Linked DNA regions of Canis lupus: region 1 is linked to region 2. The links are chromatin contacts, called in public Hi-C maps. All regions are on one chromosome and are shown on one strand. Each heading gives the region's core, a stretch centred on a gene start, on an enhancer-like site or on the middle of the called end of the contact. The rest is flanking DNA. Distances are from core to core; before and after follow the strand shown.

Region 1 (6,184 bases), core at 409-2,908, 63 kb after region 2:
ACAATAGATTATAATGACATTTGTGTGAATTGGGACAAAATATGTCAATTTCTACAAAATTTTTTTAAACATTTAGAAAAATTAAATATATTGAGGTTATTATTAATGCATTGCCTTTATTGAAATTATATAATACTGACAGCATCGTGGTTCCCATAAGAATGGTGTCCAGGGCAGCAGCTCTACCTTGCCAGAGGCACCTGGAACCATCTTGTTTAGAGCAATGTGGGTTTTTTTTTTTTTTTAAGATTTATTTATTTATTTTTATTTATGATAGACACACAGAGAGAGAGAGAGAGAGGCAGAGACACAGGAGGAGGGAGAAGCAGGCTCCATGCCGGGAGCCCGACGTGGGACTCGATCCGGGACTCCAGGATTGCACCCTGGGCCAAAGGCAGGCACCAAACCGCTGCACCACCCAGGGATCCCCAGAGCAACGTGTTTTAAGAAAGCTAAATATGCTCATCTAGGGGAGTCAAGAGACCCAGGATCTGGAAAGTAGGCCTTATGACAAATGATGAAAGAGCAAGGGGTTTTGATTAGGAAAAAAGATGTCTTAGGGGAACAACTGCCTTTTTGCTGTGGAAAATTTTGCTATGTGACAGCAAACCCCTTGACACCAACATCATTTTACTAGCAAGGAAAGTGAATCCGAGGGAGGTGGTGTCATGGTCCGGTGGCACACAGCTAGATGATGGTGGAATCAGGGTCAGAATCATGTGCCACGCGGCTTCATAAGATACCCATAACCAGACTGTCCATTTATACAGAAATGGAGAAATGGGAGTGGAGAGAACACACACCCTGCCTTCTGCAGGTTCAGCACCTCTGTCTCTCCCCAGTTATTCATCACACTCTTCTTTGGGCCCCTCCTTGGGTCTCGCCTCAGTCATTCCTGCAGCTGCCTATCTCCCTGTGCGTCTAGCCAGCATTTCTAGAACTTCCAATACTCTTCTTACCACCAGTGGGATGTTTTGTGGGAGGGATTCAGGAGGGGCGTCAGTGTTCATAGGAATCAGAAGGCCGAGAATTTCATAGTATATGACTTTGAAAGTCTCACTGCCCTCCTAAATAATCTCCTATCCTTCGACGGCTAACATTTCACTCTCACGGTAATTCTTTGGCTTTCCAATTTACTAAATTCAAACAGCCTGGGAGGAACCGCACTTTTAATGCAGAGTCTCAACCGTTTCCTTCCTTTGCACTGCTCGCTTGTGTGACGTCCTCCCTATAGAAGCATTTCTCGTCACCCTCAGAGATTAGAAAGTCATAGCATCTAAATAACGTGTCAGATTACTTCCGTGGCTCCCGGGAATGCTTTGCATTTCTCCAGCTCGGCGTTAGCAGGGCCGGGGCCCCAGGGAAAGGACTCGGCGACGCCGGCAGGTGTGGACGGGACTTGGGGGCCCCCTGGTGGACGGCAGGGCGCACTGCGGGTAAGGGGACATGGGTTTTCCGCGGTGTTTGTTCCTTACATTTTAAAGTCATAAAAATAAACGGAACTAAAAACAGGCTGCCTACACCCAAAAACCCAAGCGCCAGGAGGCAACGGGCTGCTGGAATTCCTAAAGGCCGCACGCATCCTCCCCTGGGCGGCACGGGGTCGACGGCGGCGGGGCGCGGAGCAGGTGCACCCGCGCCCAGCACCCGCCGGCGGCCAGTGTGGGAGGAGGCTGGCACCCAGGAACCGTCTCCAAACAGCGCGCACGGCACGTTCCCCACACCTGCCGGTGCTTGCGAGACGCGCACGTGTCCGGCTGCTTTCCCCAGGCTCCCGGGCCCGTGGGGCGGCCGTGGGCGCACTTGTTTCACCGCCGTCCAGGTGGAGCCGCCACCGGGGCCGGGAGGACACGCTGGATGGCAGGGGCCCCACCCCAGGAGGGCCCACCCCAGGAGGCCGCCAGGCGGGGAGGAGGGCCCCGGGGTGCGCAGGGCTGCGGTGGGGGGCAGCCCCAGGGAGGGCCCCGGGGAGGAGGGGCTGCTGCTGCTCTTCTCTTACAAAGAGGATTGAGGAAGACACTTTGTGGGACACACTATGTCACTGCTCACGAAGGGGACAGTCTCCTGCAAAGTGGGGCGGCAGGCAGCAAGCTTTTCCCGATGACCAAAGACCAAAGACCAAGGAGGAGACGCAGGGGAAACACCGGCCGGGCCGCAGTGCCGTGGTGTCCGGGTGGAGAGGCCGCAGGTGCTCGGCGTGTGGGGACCAGCTGACGGGGTGGGGGGCATCCGGAGCAGAGCACTGTAGGCCCCAAAGCCATCTGGGGTCCTGTCTGCTGTGGCCCCCCGCTGGGAGCGGCTCCATTTGGGCCTAGAAATGGATTTCAACACTTTTCATGTCATCCTCTGCTTGTGCCTCTTCCCTGACTTGACTGCATCCTATTGGAAGGACGGCGTCTTCCTTCGCTGTGGTCAATTTACCACCTTAACTCTCCAGTACTTCTTCCTGGCCCGGGAAACCGTGCAGCCGTTCCTGGGCAGAGTGGCCAGGCCTGAGGTTTGGTTTCCACCCTGACCTTTGACGAGCATTTTATTTCACTCCGGACTCATCTTCAGCAGCCGCTGCTGGTTTAGTGCTAGAAAGCGAGTGGTCAGGCAGCCAGGGAGGAGAGTTTACACCACAGGCTGCGGTGGGTTTAGCTTGTTCCTTTTTTTAAAAAATTTATTTATGATAGTCACACAGAGAGAGAAAGAGAGTCACAGGCAGAGGGAGAGGCAGGCTCCATGCACCAGGAGCCCAACGTGGGATATCAATCCCGGGTCTCCAGGATCGCGCCCTGGGCCAAAGGCAGGCGCCAAACCGCTGCGCCACCCAGGGATCCCGGTTTAGCTTGTTTTAAGAATCAGCCCTGCAGTGAAGGGAGCTTCATCTTAGCCCTTCCTGGTAGGAGTGTTGGTGAGGCCCGCTGCTGCCCGGCTGGGCTTCCCCACCCAGGCCAGGAATCTGGGGTGCCCACCCCACATGCCCTAAGGGGCTGCCAGGAGCTGAAATGAGGCGGTGCTGGGGTCTACACAATTGAGGCCAAATATGTAAACAGGAGCGAGGAATCTGGGCTGAGTCCGAATCCCTCAGGAGTCAGAGGGACTTGGGAACAGAGCAGGTGGTAGAGAACAAAATTGGAAGGGAGCAAGAAAAGAGAGTCTTGGATTTCAGCCATGAGTGCACCCAACTGGAAGCTCAAAGGTCTGTTTTATTGAGGTCCAGACAGGTGGTGTGTGTGTGTGAGCTACCCTAAATAATAGCACTGGACCAGGGCTTGGTTGCAAGGAACTAATCAGTAATTATCCATAAAAGGATTGTGGTGTGTGGGAAGAACACTGGCCTAAGAGTCAGGAACACTGAGTTTTGCTGCTAATGAATAGTGTGACCTTGGATAAGTAACTTTTAGTGGCATTAGATTCCTCATCTATCCAGTAAAAAAGTTGGATTAAATCAGTTCTCAGTGCTCCCTTGGGGAGCTTTTAAAAATACTGATGCCTAGGTATGCACCCAGGAACACTGATCTTATTTTGTTTTTAATTAATCTGTACACCCAACATGGGGCTTGAAGTCAATATCCCAATATCAAGAGTCTGGTGCTCCACCGACTGGGCCAGCCATGTGCCCCTGAGATACTGATTTGAGCTGGTCCACTGTGAAACCCAGCAATCATATAAATTTTAAGTCCTCCAGGTAATTCCAATCTATAGCCAAAGTGTCAAACAATAGATCAGATGAACTCTGCTTCCCTTAAATTTGATAATTCTATGAGTCTGTGTTATAACCAAGATGACCAACCATCTGATTGGCTTGGGACAATCCTGGTTTAAAAACTGAAAGTCCCCTGTCCCAGAAGATCCTAGGTTTGAGCCACATCATTCCCCCTCTGACATCAGTACAAAAAGAAAGAAGAGAGGTATGCTCACAGCTCTAGGTGTGTGTGTGCTGGGGGTGGGGGAGTATTGTATGTGACTGTAGGCTGATGAGCTTTATGACTCCACCTGTGACATAATTGCCATGTGTACAGTTAAGTACACATTTGGGTAAAACCTACCTTGCATGAATTTCTAAAGATTATAGGTCAATCATCCTGGCCTATTTCCTGTTCTCCAGCCTGATGCTTTAAGAAATTATGCTCCCCACCCCCTACTTTCTGACTCTAGTAAAACAAAGAAAAAATAAAGGTAGAACAGTTTTGAAAAACATTTACTCATCTAACAGATATCCATTCAATCTTTACCTACTGATTCTTCTCCCTTTCTACTCTATATCCAATTCCCCACAAAGTCATATTTTCTCTATCTTCAAAACATACCCCAAATCTCAAAACATATCCCTTCTGTCTCCAATTACCTTAGTGCTGTGGTTTTCAGAATTGAGGGGTGTTAGAATCACCTGGTAAGATTGTTAAAATAATAATTCCAGAACCCAGAATTTCTGATTCAAGAGGTCTGAGTGGTACCCACTGTACACAGCTCCAACAAGGCCCCAGGTGCATTCCTCTTTTTTTTTTTAAGATATTATTTATTTATTCATGAGAGACACAGAGAGAGGCAGAGACACAGGCAGAGGGAGAAGCAGGCTCCCTGCAGGGAGCCCGATGCGGGGATGTGACCCCAGACCCCAGGATCACACCCTGAGCCAAAGGCAGACGCCATCCAGGTGTCCCTACCCACTGCATTCCAAGGCAATGCATGCAGATGGAGCAGGGTAGGATGCTGGACTCCAGAAGAACATCACTCTTGGGCTGTGAGTTTAAAAAAAAAAATGGTGTTAATATATACATAACATAAAACTTACATAAAATCTTAACCATTTTTAAGCATACAGTTTGTAGTGTTAAGTACATTCACATTGTTATGCAACCATCACCACCATCTATCTCCAGAACTCTTTTAATCTTACAAAACTGAGGGGCACCTGAGTGGCTCAGTGGTTGAGTGCCTGCCTTCGGCTCAGGTCATGATCCCGGAGTTCTGGGATCGAATCCCACATTGGGCTCTCTGCAGGAAACCTACTTCTCCCTCGCCTGTGTCTCTGTGTCTCTCATGAATAAATAAATAAAATATTTAAACAAAAATCTACCAAAACTGAAATTCCATACCCACTAAACTCTACTCCCCGTTGTTCCATCCTCTCAGCTCCTGGCAACTACCATTCTGCTTCCTCCCTCTGAATCTGATTACCCTAGGGACCTCATATAAGTGGAATCATTCTGCTATATTTGTACTTGTGTTTTTGTGACTAGTTTGTTTCACTTAAGACAATGTCCTCAATGTTCATCTGTGTTGTAGCATGGGTCAAAACTGCCTTCCTTATTAAGGCTGAATAATATTCCATTGTGTGTATCTATTCCACTGTGTGTGTATATTACATTTTGTTTATCCACTCATCTGTTGATGGTCACTTGAGTTGCTTCCACCTTCTGTGAATATGTTGCTGTGAATATGGGTGTACAAATATCTTTTTGAGTCTCTGCTTTCAGTTATCTGGAGTATACACCTAGAAGTGTATCATATGGTAATTCCATTTTTAATTTTTTGAGGAAACATCACACTATTTCCCACAGCTGCTGTACCATGTTGTGTCCCCACCTGTGGTGCACATGGGTCCCAGTGTCTTTGTCCTCACCAACACTTGTAATTTTCCTTTCGTTTGTGTTTTGTTAGTAGTAACTCTGCTCGGCTGTGGGGTTTCTAAGCTTCATGATTCAGAAAATGTATGAGGTTGTAGTTCTTAAAAATCTTTAATGAGGACTTTATGGGGGAGACAAAGTGAATGTTTCTTTGAAGCAGAAGTCTTCTGACCTATGTTTTGATGATCTTTCATTCATCTACTCTCTTTACCTTCACCATTCTTTCTTATTTTTTTTTTCCTTTCTTTCTCCTCTTTATGCATTCCTCACTGGCTCTTATCCAACCCTTCATCTTATAGAACAGTCATCTTACCCATATGGCAAGCTGTTTCCCTCTCCAACTACTGGAATCTTTTGTTTTGTTTTGTTTTGTTTTGAGCCAAGGGCCAGAATGAACTAAATTCTCAGGTTTTCAACACTGGAACTTTGGGTGAGTTCTTGGGTGCTTCCTAAAACACACCCATCTTTTCCCAAAATGACCTGGCAATTGTACTTTGATTTATAAAAGGAGCAATAAGGTGTGATAATATAGGATTCTAAGGTGTCACTTTTTTTCCTTGCAACTATTG
Region 2 (6,821 bases), core at 650-3,149:
GCCAGCCAAGTGCCCTTCTCTTAGCACATTTAAAGTATATATTAACTATAGTCACTGTAGTGTGATTAATCAGTCACCAGAACTGATTAATTTTATAACTGAAAGTCTGGATCCACTCTCCTACTCTCTGCTTCTATGAGTTTGACTTTTTTAGATTTCATACATTCACGAGATTGTACAGTATTTGTCTTTCTCTGTCTGGCTTATTTCACTGAGCACACTGTCCTTCAGGTTCATCCATGTTGTCCAGGTGGCAGGATTTCTCATGGTTGAATAATATTCCACACAATATGCACATACACACATCATATCTTTGTCCATTCACCCATCGACAGACACTTAGGTTGTTTCCGTACTGTGATTATTGTGAACAATGCTGCCATCACAGAGAAACCAGATATCTCCCTGAGATACTGATTTCATTTCCTTTGAATTTATTTCTAGAAGTAGAATTGCTAGATAATATGGTAATTCTTTCTTTATTTTTTTCCAAGAAAATAGACCAACCACCACCACCATATTTTAGTTTACTCTGATCTAAAGAGAAAGATGTCAAATGAAAACCTAGAACATGTACATACATGCACACCTTCCCAAACCCAGATAACCTAAAAGAAAAGATAACAAAATTCTGTTCGACAGATAAATTTATCTTCTATAAGATGTTTCCATACCCCATTCCATGTCTTGCAGCCAACTGGGGCTTCAGAATAGCAGCTTTTCCCCGGCCAGCTTCTGAGCCTTGGTTTTTATTTTTTATGCTCTTTAACATGGGCACATTTTTCAGCGTGTCAGACAAAATGAGAAAGCAGATCTTGCCGCCATGGATGTATACCTGCCCCAGCTGTGCCACTTGGCCTTCTCTATATGTGAGTGTGATGTTGGCCACCCAGCAATTCATGTTGCCCTTTGCCTCAAAGAGTTTCCCACGATACACATTGCTGGTTTTATCTCACGTGTCACCACGTGACCCTCAGGCCTGCCTAGGACTTTATTCGGCACACGTATCAGGAAGAGAGTTCTCACTGGCTCCGCTTACTCTTCCTTTTGAGGGCGGGGGCAACTCTGGTAGCTGTGAAGGTGTGAGCCAAGTAAATCGTGGGTCTCTGCTCCTGGTAGTTCCTTTTTTAAACTGAAGAAATATATATTTTATTTATTTATTCATGAGAGACACAGTGAGAGAGGCAGAGACATAGGCAGAGGGAGAAGCAGGCTTCTCCTTCCAGGGAGCCTGATGTGGGACTCAATCCCAGGACCCTGGGATCACATGCTGGGCCTAAGGCAGATGTTCAACCTCTGAGCCACCCAGGTGCCCCCGTTGCCCATTTTTTAATTGGATTTTTTTTATATTGAGTTTTAGGAGTTCCTTATATATTTTGAGTATTAATCCCTTATCAGACATGTGGTTGCAAATATTTTCTCTCATTCTGAGGTCACTTTTTCCTTTTGTTGTAGGCCTATCTCCTCTTTAACCAATAACAAAATCTGACCAGAAGGCCCAGTTCATCAGAATCCCATCGACACTAAACTTATAGAGACAAGAAGAAACCTATAAGAAAACCAGTTGATGACAAGGATGTTGAAATAAACATAGGGCTGTCCAGGTGGCATTCTGTGTTCCATACTCATCCCCTCTGGTTCTCAGATACCTAATCTCTAGTCCTGGATGGTGATTCCTGAACTCAGAAAGACAAAACACTAAAAGCCCTGGAGTCAAAATCAGATGAATCCTGTTCTAAGCCATGCTTATTAAGACAGGAAACTCCTATTTTAGTAAGTTTTTTAGTAACAAGGATGGCCTTGATTAACCAGAGAATTCGGTGAATCAGAATACACTGCCTGGGACCCTAGCACATGCTGTGCCTGTACTTGGGGCTCAGTAAACGAGTGTTTCTCCCCCAAGAATTACTGCCCAAACTGTGCTACAGAAAGATCTAAGCCAGGCAATGTTTTCCATTCTGCCTGCCTACCGTTTCCTCGGCGCTTTCCTTCACTGTTCTTACACAAAAAGAGATCTAGGGTGACAGCAAAGTGATGACTCATCTGACATCAGATTGAATCCTTTTTATTTGCCCTTGTGTGAGCCCCACTTTATGATATTGGGAACATCCGTGTTAGGTTTGTGAATGTTTTTATTTCACAGAAGACACACATGGACTGCAGTGGGACTCTAATGATTTAAAGGTCTGATGCATGTGGCTGTCTGAAAGGTCTTTGTTTTCCACAATCCTTTGACTATAAAAGGAATCAAAGTGTGTTTTAATCATGCTGACCAGCAAGGGCCAGGGATTCCTTCACTTTGGTCTGTGCCTCTGCTCCTGTATATTCATTCCTTGCTTGAAAGGTAGGTCTTATTTCTGTTTTTTCTCATATTCTCTTTTATGGCTACATGTGTTTACTTTTCTAGTTGTGCTCGACTGAGCACAGGTGAAATGCCCTATGTCTGAATATGTAGAGGGTCTGCAGAGGGATTACTACGGTTATAACTGCTAATTAATCTATTTCTTACTGGGGAAGTTTAACATGTAACATGAGATTTAGGGGGTGGGGTGGAGAGGACGATGAAACACTGTAAACCATATTTTATTGTCCCACTAAAAAACTGGTGGTGATAATAATGATGCAGTTTTCTATCCATACTTTCTCTGGATATATTTAGCTGACTTACTTGTATTTGTATTGAATATATCTTTTTAAAGCTGTGATTTATTTGTTAGCTGATACTATTACTTACTCCATGAACCCTTCCATTTTGAAGGTAATCATCATTGTTTTGGGAAGCATGTCATATTACTGTGCTGGAATGGATCCTAAGAGTAAGATCACTCATTTTAAAAGTTAAGACTTGGAAACAGCTAGCTGCTATTCTGCTGAAGAAAACCACATTTCCACGTGCTTTTGGCTTTGCAGGGTTTGCTCTTCAAGACTGATGGAGGCTTTACCTATGCTGTCTCGGGTGGGGGGCATGGATAATGGGGTAATGGAGAGAATTGTTTATTGTCTGTTTTATGTAGAAATATTGCTACCCTTATTGATTATGGTAACAAGAGTGCTATTTTATTTATTTATTTATTTATTTATTTATTTATTTATTTATTTATTATTTATTTTTTTAAGAGTGCTATTTTACATTTAAAATTGTTCTTCCCTGCTGGAATCTCAGAGTTTCAGTGTTTCCAAGTCCATTTGTCAAATGACTATTTAGTGATACAACAGCTATCCTTTTGTTCATTTTTGCTGATTTTCAGTCCCTTTAATTTTCTTTCTTTCAGAGGGATTTCTAATCCCTCTGGGAAATTTGTAGAATAGTACTTCAGATGTCAAATTTGGCTTCTGTAAGGGATACAGAGGGGTATGAATGAAATGAATTATGTCAAATGAAGGCATGAAGGCCAAGTAACCTCCTTTTGATGCATTCTTGGAAGAATACAGACATACACATTAAACTATCTAAAATTTAGTGATTAAAATGCTATTATTTAAGGACTAAATTTGAATTCTTTTGAAACTATTTGTTTGCCCTAAAAACTTTGCACTTACACAAATCTCCAGAATAATTGAACTCAAAGCTGATTTTAAAAAGGATTATGGCTTGTTAAGATCTTAATACAATTACTAGTTATTTCAATTTGCTTGGAGAAGCTTCCCTAGCTAAATACCTCACTGTTGTAGAAACAGGTAGTTGAATCAGTATTTTGACAAGAAAGGGCAGGACTTTTCCATAATAACCAAATCAGTAAGATCGTCATCCTCAGTGACATAAACAAGAATTGGATTTCATGCTATCCCTTTATATTCGCGGTGTATTAGACTTCTACGAGTGCTCTTGCCAATATTATTTTATTTGCTATCACAATAGTTATGGGACGTAGGCATTTTACCCTTTTTATCTTCAGGGCAAAGGTAACCAACTGAGGCCCCGAGAGGCATATACAACGGGCACACAAGTCTGTGTGGGTGGACAGAACGCAGGCCAGGAGTGCTCAGTTACTTGGACACCCCACTGCTCATGTCACTTGGTGATGGAAGCTGCCAGAACCTTCCCCACCCCTGTGAGCACTCTCTCTGCTTCTCTAACTCTTCCCTCTGTTTGGCCATGCAGGCTCTGCAGGCTGTGCATCTGAAGAGAGGCTCTTTCACAAACTGTTTTCTCATTATAACCAGTTCATCAGGCCTGTAGAAAATGTTTCTGATCCCGTCACAGTGCATTTTGAAGTGGCCATCACACAGCTGGCTAATGTGGTAAGTGCCGTCAGTTCACATGTTCCTGGAGGAACCCTGACTCTGCAGAGAGCAGTGGGGGTCGCAGAGCAATTCTCAAACACTGTCCTAGTTGTTGCACATGGTAAATATAGAAATTTTGAAAATACGAACAAATGCACATCTACATGGGTGCTGGCCCTTTGAAGTCCTCCTGTTGAGAAGAAGACACTTTACCACTAATGTTAAAGTTACTTACATCAAGGCAGTGTGTCTCTGGAAGTGCTTCCAGAGCCAGTTTAGGAAACAAAGAGGCGAAGGGGAAGTTGAAGGGAGAATACAAAGGGAGCTAATTCCATTGCACCAGTCACTATGTCTGCACTTAGTGGCTGTCATCTGCATTTTATAGCTGGAGGGAAGCTCAGTTAAGTGACCTTCCTTAGGTAGTACAACTATAACATGGTGGAACTGCAATCTTAATTGAGCCTGTCTGACTCCAAAGTTCATGTTCTTTTTACTCCATAGAAAAAGAATGGCTTTAAGTCTTCTACATTATGCAAGAAAGAAAAAGAAAATCACCTTCTTTCATATAGTTCCATCCAGTGTGAGAAAACAGGCGGGAATTTGGATTTCTTGCTATGTTCAAGGGCAAGGAGGACTGCAGTTCTCTCCTTTGAATAACCTTCATGTCCTAATTGCTCAGAGAGGAGGTAGTGGGACCTGGTATTATAACATAGAGCAGGGTTCTGGGCTCCAAGGCATAGGAGGGAGCAGAGCTGGCCTGCGGACCAAATGCCAGGAATAGGTAGGCTCAGGAAGTATAGGGGGAGGCTAAAGCTAGAGCTCCTGAGACAACAGTGTACAGCAAAGGGAGCCCCTTTCATCAGTCCCAGCCTATGGATAAGGAAGGAGTTCTCTGTGCTCCTAGACTTTGCCCCTTAGGAAACAGTGGAGGCTTTCAGGGTTCACTGGGGAAAGATCTTAATTACAGATGTGAAGTCAGGGCCCATGATGTTTCTCCAGTCCATGTTTCCTAGTGGATGAGACTGACCCCTGGCCTGGTTCTCTGGCTTCTGGCCCAAATTGGAAGTATGTATATACCAGTATATACTGGTTAAAAAAAATAACACATTTTATTTTGCTTAGATGGGCCTACTCATTCCTTAAAAAATATTTATTTGGTACCTGTTCTGGTCCTTTCTACCCCCAAATCGTGTTGACTGGTTACTGGCTTCCTACCTGGCTGGAAGCTATAGTTTGCTGTGGTTGGATTGTTCTAATTTTCACTATTCACTATTTCACTATTTCTATTTCACTGTACAGCATCACTTCAAATCCTTGGTTGATATTTCTTTCCAGGACATTGTTCTGAGGATGGTGGGTGGGGATGGCAACACACAGATTTTGACATTTGCATGTGGCTGCTATCAAAGATTTTAAAAAATATGACTTAAATAAAACAAGTTTATTTCTTTCTTATGTAATAGAAATGTAAAGGTTAACAGTTTAGGAGATTAATACCAGGTGGCTTCATGGTGTTAGTGATTGCTCCACTGTATTCAGTTGCTCAGGTTAGGCACTGCACAACATTCAGGGGATGCCAATCACATTGACCGTGATGCTTAAAGCATAAACCATACATTGGTGACAGTGAGCAAGGTTCCATCTTTCTATTTCACCATGTGCTTTCTTCCCTCAGTGTTGCCAAAGTGGTCCAAGATAACTGCTGATTTTCGCTCATCATATTCACATCCTTGATGATAAGCAGGAGGAAGGGAGAAGGGCATGTAACAGACATCTGTGACTTCCTGAGGGGTTTTCCTAGAAGTCCTACTAACCCTACTAACATCCTCTGCTTCCTGGTTCACTGACAACCTCTAGCTGTAAGGGAGACTTGGGAAATGTAAGGAAGACTTGAATTTTTATTTACTGAAATAACTGTAGGTTCAAATGCAATTGTAAGAAATAATAGAAAGATCCTGGGCAGCCCCGGTTGCACAGCGGTTTAGCACCACCTGCAGCCCAGGGCCTGATCCTGGAGACCCAGGATCGAGTCCCACATCAGGCTCCCTGCATGGAGCCTGCTTCTCCCTCTGCCTGTGCCTCTGCCTCTCTCTCTCTGTGTCTCTATGAATAAATAAATACAATCTTAAAAAAAAAGAAAATAATAGAAAGATCCTTTGTACACTTTGCCCAGTTTTCCCAGTGGCAACCACTAATGTGTCTTCTATTTTAAAAATTTTGTCATTTCAAGAAAGTTATATAAAAATGGAATCATAAAGTATGTAATCTTGTGGGATTGGTTTTTCTGGAAACTCATCCCAGTTGTCGACTGTATCAATAGTTCATTTCTTCTTGGTGCTGTGTGGTATTTAGGCACTGCAGTTTATTTCACTTTTCGGTGGTTAAAGAACATTTGGGTTGATTCCAGTTTTATTCTATTACAAATAAAAGTGCTATGAACATTTGGGTATAGGTTTTTGTGTGAGCATAAATCTTCATTTCTCTGGGATAAATCTCCAGGTGTGTAATTGCTGGGTTATATGGTAGTTGCATGTTTAGTTTTTTAAAGAAATTGCCAGGATGCTTTCCAGAGTGAATCTATCCTTTTACATTCCTGC

What was found. Hi-C and Micro-C count contacts between places; a contact is called where the count stands out from the background.
Region 1: a contact with region 2 is called in a Hi-C map of skin fibroblasts, with 1.7 times the contacts expected there. The contact joins the enhancer-like site here to the promoter of CHRNA6 in region 2. A contact is called at or near these places in 3 of 9 Hi-C or Micro-C datasets (amygdala, blood and skin fibroblasts).

What each region holds. Positions count from the first base shown.
Region 1 is chr16:23,788,148-23,794,331 of UU_Cfam_GSD_1.0, forward strand. No RefSeq gene overlaps it. Among named protein-coding and RNA genes, the nearest start is that of CHRNB3, 15 kb to the left of the region's middle. Within about 2 kb of position 1,659, at least 7 of the 20 cell types and tissues checked have an H3K27ac peak or open chromatin away from gene starts, as enhancers often do.
Region 2 is chr16:23,724,477-23,731,297 of UU_Cfam_GSD_1.0, forward strand. It overlaps CHRNA6 (neuronal acetylcholine receptor subunit alpha-6), which reads left to right and starts at 1,900. Exons shown (of 5, transcript XM_038559229.1): 1 at 1,900-2,344.